2 separate regions of the Mustela erminea genome follow, and region 1 is linked to region 2. The links are chromatin contacts, called in public Hi-C maps. All regions are on one chromosome and are shown on one strand. The core of a region is the stretch at or near the end of the contact, and the rest is flanking DNA. Distances in the headings are between cores, read along the strand shown. Region 1 holds the start of POC1A (POC1 centriolar protein homolog A). Region 2 holds the start of RPL29 (60S ribosomal protein L29).

Region 1 (3,693 bases), core at 600-3,099, 140 kb before region 2:
GGACAAAGCAAAAGCTGACACCCTCCAAGTACCCCCCTTACCCTGGGTGGGACATATGTGACATTCTTTAGGAATCTCCCACCCATTTAATGTTCATACCTTGCTAGAGGGCAAAACAACTTTGGCAATGGCAAGGCCTCTGGTATCTGGTTATCTTTGTAGGTCCTCTTTAGCATATGAAAGTTCTATTGAAACCTCCCTTTTCCTTACTTCACCCACCCCAGGGGTACAAAACCTGGCATCCCTCACAACCTGGAGCAGCCGCTCTTCCTGCCCACGGGTCCTGTCCCCATGCTTTAATAAACCACCATTTTGCACCAAAGATGTCTCAAGAATTCTTTCCGGACCTCACCCCACCGAACCTCACCTATGCTCTAGAACTTCATCAATTTTATTTTTAATTTTTTGAGGAAACCTCATACTGTTTTTCACAGTGGCTTCTCCAGTTTGCCTTCCCACCCACAGGGCATGAGGGTTCTTTTTTCTCTGCATCCTTGCGAGCACTTGTTGTTTCTTGTGTTTTTTATTTTAGCCATTCTAACAGCTCTGAGGTGGTATCTCATCGTGGCTTTAATTTGCATTTCCCTGATGATGAATGATGTTGAGCATCTTTTCTTTTCTTTTTTTTAAAGATTTTATTTATTTGTCAGAGAGAGAGAGGGAGAGAGAGCGAGCACAAGCAGACAGAATGGCAGGCAGAGGCAGAGGGAGAAGCAGGCTCCCTGCTGAGCAAAGAACCCAATGAGGGACTCGATCCCAGGATGCTGGGATCATGACCTGAGCTTAAGGTAACTGCTTAACCAACTGAGCCACCCAGGCGCCCCTGTTGAGCATCTTTTCACGGGTCTGTTGGCCATCTGGATGTCTTCTCTGGAGAAATGTCCATGTCTTTTTTTTTTTTTTTTTTCCATCAGAGAGAGAGACCTCGCGCACAAGCATGGGGAGCGTCAGGCAGAGGGAGAAGCAGGCTCCCTGCTGAGTAAAGAGCCAGATGCAGACTCAATCCCAGGACCCCAGAATCATCAGGAGCTGAAGGCAGATGCCTAACCAGCTGAGCCACCCAGGCATCCCAGAAATGTCCATGTCTTCTGCCCATTTTTAATTGGATTATTTGCATTTTTGGTGTTGAGTTGTATAAGCTCCTTATATATTTTGGACACTAACCCCTTAGCAGATAGTCATTTGCAAATATCTTTTCCCATTCAGTAGGTTGTCTTCTGCCTTCTTTAATTACTTTCTTTGCTGTGTAGAAGCTCTTTAACTGGATGTAGTCCCAATAGTTTAATTTTGCTTTTGGCTCCCTTGCCTCAGGAGACATATCTGGAAATGTCTCCTTTTCTTTTAAACATGTCATTTATAACCACTTCTCAGGGCCGAGGGTTCTGGAGAGGCCCAGGCTGCCTCACACTTCTCTGTATTACAAATGGGTAAACTGAGGCCTAGGCAGAGGTATTTCCCCTCAAGGTCACAGGTCACACAAGGAGGCAGGACAATAACAGAATAGAACCTAGGTTTCTCCATCCATGGAGAATCCCACGGATGTCATTCCAAGTGACCGGTGTTCTTTCAGATCGACACTTGTTTTAAGTTCGGAGGAGCGGACCATTTAAACTATCTCCGAGGGGTGACTAATTGGCCCTTAAGGCATTGGGCGACTACCTAGTTTCAAGGGCCCTTTAAGAGAACGCCCAAAGAATGACGCACGTGTCCTCCACTTCCGGGATCCTTGAGGCTTTTCCAACGCGTGGTTAAGCCCGCCCGGCTCTCAAGGTATCTTGGGAAAAGTAGTTCCACTTTCCTACATACCCTAGGTGGTGGCTGTCTTGAAACTGCATTTCCCAGAAGGCTGTGCTCGTGGCCTCGTAAACCGAGCTAGGGGTGGGCGGTGTGAACACCTCATCCTGCGTTTTATCATTTCTCAGGGGATTAGTGACAGTGGACGGAGATCTTTGGCCGCTACGTCCGTGGGCTGCTGGCCTGGCGGAGCTGTGCGCGGAGGCCGTGGAATCCGCCACACAGCTCTGCTTCCGGCCTGGGGTCAAAAAGCCGACGCGCTGCGTCTCCTTTAATCGCCGTGGGCGGGGCGTGGCGACGCGACCCGCGTTGCTATTGGCGGCGGTTGGGGGCGCGGAAACTGAACGGGCCGCAACGGCCGACGCAGCTTTCTCCAGCGCCTTGGGCGCCCCCGACCTGCCATGGCTGCACCTTGCCCTGTAAGTTCTCGCCGGCGGTGTTTGCCCGGCCTTAGTCTCCCCATTGGGACTGTAGGCGCCTGGCCCGAGCGATGGCTGCGAGGGGGCGAGTGGGACGCCGGGTTCCAAGCCAGTCTTCTCCAGCCGCTTGACGGTCTGTGCAGGGGTCGCTGGGTCGGGACACGTAGTGAGCACCTCCTGCGCGCCAGACCCTTTGCGGACTGCCGCGGCGGACCACCAAGTCCCTGCTCCCTGGATTCGCATCCTAGCTGAGGAGACGCTAGTACTAGTACGTTTCGACTGGAGGTCGGGCCGGAGGCCAGCTCCGGGCCTCACTGGCCTGAGTCTCATCATCCTGAGCAGTGGGTGGCTGGTCGGGGCTTTTTTGAGCGAACACTTGCTCGGACCGGACAGCTCAGGTGTGCATTGTGTTCTGGGCTGGGCGCCCTGAGTCCCAGGTTCCTCCAGAGGGAGGCACTCCCAGACCCCTCTTTTTGAGAGATTGTGTAAACATGTCTGGTCTTTTGGCTGGGTTGAGAGTCAGGAAGATCAGATGGTGCTCTGTAGAGCGGAACGCCTAGACTTAGGATCCAGGCTTTTTTTTTTTTTTTTTTTTAAGATTTTATTTATTTATTTGACAGAGAGAAATCACAAACAGGCAGAGAGGCAGGCGGGGGTGGGGTGGGGGAAGCAGGCTCCCTGCTGAGCAGAGAGCCCCATGCGGGACTCGATCCCAGGACTCTGGGATCATGATCTGAGCCGAAGGCAGCGGCTTAACCCACTAAGCCACCCAGGCGCCCAGGATCCAGGCTTTTTGATCCCTATTCTAGCCCTTTCCACAAATCCCTCCCACTTCTTTCCATATATAAACCACCTTTGGGGAGATGAGGAACCATAGAGCCTGGTGGGATGAGGAGTTGGGAAGGGTGTTGGGCGGTCTCAGGAGCCCCCTGGTCAGAGGTAGAACTGAACTTGCCTAGAGGTGGACATTATCTTATTCTTGTTCTCCCAAGAGGTTCAGATGTAGCAGTTGCTGCTCTGTTGGGGGCCCTCTCCCAGCTGCCACTCCCTTTCTTGTTGAAAGGGGGACTGGGGCAGGTGTGTTGGGGGTGGAGCTGGGCACAGGGCCCTGAGGGCCTTTGTTCTGGTTACAGCTCTGTGAGGTGGCATCAGTCTTACTCTGTTCCCAAGGACATTTTCTTTTTTTTTTTTTTTACCAAGAAGAGGTTTTGCTGGGCTCCATGGTGTGCCCAGAATGCTTCTGATATTTAGGGAAGGGGAGATGTTTGCATGGCAGGACTGTAACTCTTCAAGTACTAAGAGAAGCTGCTGTTGGGTGGTAAGAGTCTCTAGAATATTTTCTCCATGTCTTCCTAAGCTGTGTCCTGAACAGCTGCTTCCTTGACCTCAGTAGAATGGTGGCACTGCCCCTTGGGGCCTGTCCAGGCTGACCTTTGGATTCATTGGCCAACACTGGCTGCCAGTGAGATTGAAAGTGCAG
Region 2 (3,703 bases), core at 939-3,438:
GCCACTGTCCTAACAGCCTGGCAAAACTGAGTTCCGAGCAGGTGTCACTGTCCACTTTTTAGGAGCTCACTGTGGGAGCTAGGGCTCAGCCGGGAAGGCCACACAATGGAGCAACCTAGTTCCTCTAAAGTCATTCCAGCGCCTTCTGCTGGCCCCTACCTGCCAGGTCCTCTCTCTCAAGGGTGCAGCAGTCAAACCTTCTTCTCTCTGTCTCACCCTTTGCGTCCACCTCTCCCACTCACTGAGCTGAGGTCCTGACTCACCGGCATGGGGCCACCCCTACTTCCCACAGTCCCCACCTCTGCCCACTGGCTCTCCCATCCGTTCTCAGTAGCCCTTGGGACTGCTTCCCCAGACACCTTCCCTCTGGCCTCAACTGCTTCTTGGCACTAGGTCCCCTTCCAGCATCTGAGCCTGCTTTTCATCCTCCTGACTCACAGTTGCGATTTCTCTCCCCCTTCTCAGGAATGCTTTGGTAAGGAGTGACTGCCATGTCCTGCCTCCACATCCTCCTTCCCCCTTCCACATCCCGGCTCTCTGCAGTATGCTCCTGTCACTCCACGAATCCACCTTGCCGAAGATTGTCCATCCAGCCGGTGGTTAATAAGTTCCTATTCTGCATCAATGCTATGCCCAGCAGGGGGAAAGGAAAAGTGACCCAACCAGTCCTGAACTCATGGCACTTGTGCCAATGGACACATACACTAGTAAATAAAGAACAGGATTAGCGTCTGGAAAATTCTGTGAAGGAAGCAAAGATAATGAGAGCACAAAAAACACCTGGGGAGATGGAGTGGAGTGTATCTATTTTATTTTATCATTATTTTTTATTATAAGAGACTTTTTTTAAAGGTTTTATTTATTTATTTGGCAGAGAGAGAGAAATCACAAGTAGGCAGAGAGGCAGAAAGAGAGAGAGGGGGAAGCAGGCTCCCTGCTGAGCAGAGAGCCCGATGCGATTCTGGGCTCAATCTCAGGACCCTGAGACCAGGACCTGAGCTAAAGGAGGAGACTTAACCCTCTGAGCCACCTAGGTGCCCCTGGGTGTATTTATTTTAGATGCCCTATCTAAAGGCCTCTCCAAGAAAGCAGGCATCCAAAGAGCAGTGAGAAGGTAGTCCAGGGGGAGGAATAGCAAGTGTAAAGGTCCTGAAGTCAGAACAAGGATTCATGGGCGCCTGGGTAGCTCAGTCAGTTAAACGTCTGCCTCCGGCTCAGGTCATGATCTCAGAGACATGGGATGGAGCCCCAGCATCGCACTGCATTAGGCTCCCTGCACTACTCCTTCCCCGCTGCTCATGATCTCTCTCTCCCAAACAAATAAATAAAATCTTAAAAAAAAGAAAAAAAGGAACAAGCATTCATGTTTGGCAGGAAATAAAAAAAGCCCATGGGTTTGGATGGAGAGACGGGAATGATCAGGAGAGGGTTGCCAGGCTTTAGGGAGGTAAAGAGTTTATTTCCAAAGCAAGGAGAGGCCTTTGAAGACTTTCAATGACAAGATCTGCTTTGTGTCTTTAACAACGCCCTCAGCCCCCACTGCTGTGTGGAGACTGAACTGTGGGGGGAAGAGAGAAGAGTTGTCAGGAGGCAAAGCCTAACTCATTTTCGATGTCCAACAGGCATCTCAGATTTAATGCATCTAAACGGAAACATCTGGATCACTGGCCTCCTCGAAACAAAGCAATAAAAGCCCTGTTCTCCCAACCTTCCCCATTTCTGTGAACAGTACCAGCATTCACCCAGATGTCCAAGCCCCAAAACTTAAGGGCCACTCTGGCCTCCATCCTCTCCCTGATCGTCTGCACCCCAAGTCCCGGATACGTATCCACTCTCCTCCACACCCGCTGCCCCGGCGGGGTTCCAGGTTCCCTCATTCTCCGTGGAGCGGGACACCAGCCTCGTCACAGCTCCCCTGCCTCACCTCTGCCCCCTACAGTCCATCCTCCGCTCAGCAGCCTGGGCTGGGAGAACACAAGTCTGTCACTCTTTGCCTAGCACGCATCCCTCAAGGACTCCCTTCGCCTCCGGGACCTTTCACGAGAACTGGGTCCCAGGAGCTTGGTCCAGGAGGAATGAATGTAGGTAAAACCTGAAGAGCGCACAGCCAGGCTCGTAGCACCGCCTTTGCGTCGGCTTGTACCGTCCCGGGCTTCGGAACTTTTCTTCCAAGCGCCGGGGGAAGCTTTTCCAGAAGTACCTTCCGGCCTCGACGACCCTATTCCCGTGCTGCACCGCGGCCTTCCTCTCTCCCTTTCTCTTCCGGCCCGAGGCGCTTCGGGAGCCGCGGGCTTCGGTGAGTCTTGGCCGCGCGGTATCTGGAGCCATCCGCGGCTCCCAGCCGGCGGCCGGACGCAAAACCGGAAAGGACAGGAAGGCCGGATGCATGACTGTGGGGAGCGGAGGGCGTGGGGCGCGGGTGGACCTTGTGGATTCTCGAGGAGTGGATGGGAGAGGGAGAACTCGGATTTGGGGTAGAACGCAGTGTGGTGAGGGAGGGTTGGTTTCAGGGCCGTCTTAGCCGAGCTCTGGAAGCCGGGACCGTGTCGGGTCGTGCTGAGTAAGTGGACGCCGGTGGGAAGCGGCAGCAGATTCAAGGCCTCTGTGCTGCACCTGCGCCCTGGCTTCTGGCCTCACGTCCTTCCAGGTCAGCGCCCAGCCAGCCCTGCGAACCCCCCCAGCCCTGATCTCCACTCTCCTCCCCCAGGTGCAGACATGGCCAAGTCCAAGAACCACACCACGCACAACCAGTGTAAGTTCCTCCGCCCGGCCTCGGTGTCCCTTCAGACCCTGGCAAGGATGAGTGGTGGTGGGGCAGGGCAGGGGGACGCTGTGGGTTTTGTTTTCGCCAGGATGGGTTACAGTTGAAGAAGCCAGGGGTCCTCTTGAGATGCCCCCAGGGCTTTGCAGTGGGGATAAGAGCTGGTGCAGACTTCGAGGAGACCTGCTCTGGGAAGTGATGGTTTCCCCAGGCTGGCCGGCTGTGATGTTGTCTGGTCTCACTGGAGCAAATCTTGTTTGGTCTAATTCCTTCGCTTCCCCTCACAGCACGAAAATGGCACAGAAACGGCATCAAGAAACCCCGGTCGCAAAGATACGAATCTCTTAAGGGGGTGAGTGAGAGGGGTGTCCGCTTGGCCCCGGTTGCACAGCCACAGCCTCTCCTGTATCTGTTTCCAGCTGAGCAGCAACATTAGTAGCTGTCCCTCGTCTTCCCCGGACTACCAAAGCCCACAGGTTCTCTCTCCAGCCAGCTTTTGCCTGCACTTCATGTTCTGCCAAAACTAACAAACCTTTCCTTGACTTTTCCCAGCCCAGGTGGTAGCTGCCCAGTCGGGTGTCACCTGCCTCCTGAGGGTAGTTGGACTGTCTTCCTTGCTTATCCAGAGCACTTCAAGGGAAGTGCTGTGTAACTCTTAGAGCCTTGCATTCTACCAGCCTGCGGCCTTGATCGGACCCAGTCAGTGCTGGGCTTGGGGGCTGTGCCGAGGAGTTCTAAGGATTGGGAAGGCTGAGGCTGGAGGGTCTAAACGGAACGGGGTCCTATCTCTCCCCTGTCCCCTTGGTCTCTGGTCTGTGGAATGAACCATTAAATCTCTGGACCTCGGTTTCCCCGTCTTGGTCTCTTTTTCAGTCTCATTTGCTATATATCTGTTAGATCAGGCTTGATGCTTAACTGACTCCTTCCTTTTAAAGAGGTGGG

What was found. Hi-C and Micro-C count contacts between places; a contact is called where the count stands out from the background.
Region 1: a Hi-C map of spleen shows a contact between it and region 2, with 3 times the contacts expected there. The contact joins the promoter of POC1A here to the promoter of RPL29 in region 2. A contact is called at or near these places in 3 of 3 Hi-C or Micro-C datasets (fibroblasts, skeletal muscle and spleen).

What each region holds. Positions count from the first base shown.
Region 1 is chr1:21,470,863-21,474,555 of mMusErm1.Pri, reverse strand. POC1A (POC1 centriolar protein homolog A) reads left to right here and starts at 1,849. Exons shown (of 10, transcript XM_032321382.1): 1 at 1,849-2,213. The coding sequence starts at 2,196.
Region 2 is chr1:21,334,421-21,338,123 of mMusErm1.Pri, reverse strand. RPL29 (60S ribosomal protein L29) reads left to right here and starts at 2,188. Exons shown (of 4, transcript XM_032321348.1): 1 at 2,188-2,296; 2 at 2,708-2,752; 3 at 3,049-3,113. The coding sequence starts at 2,716.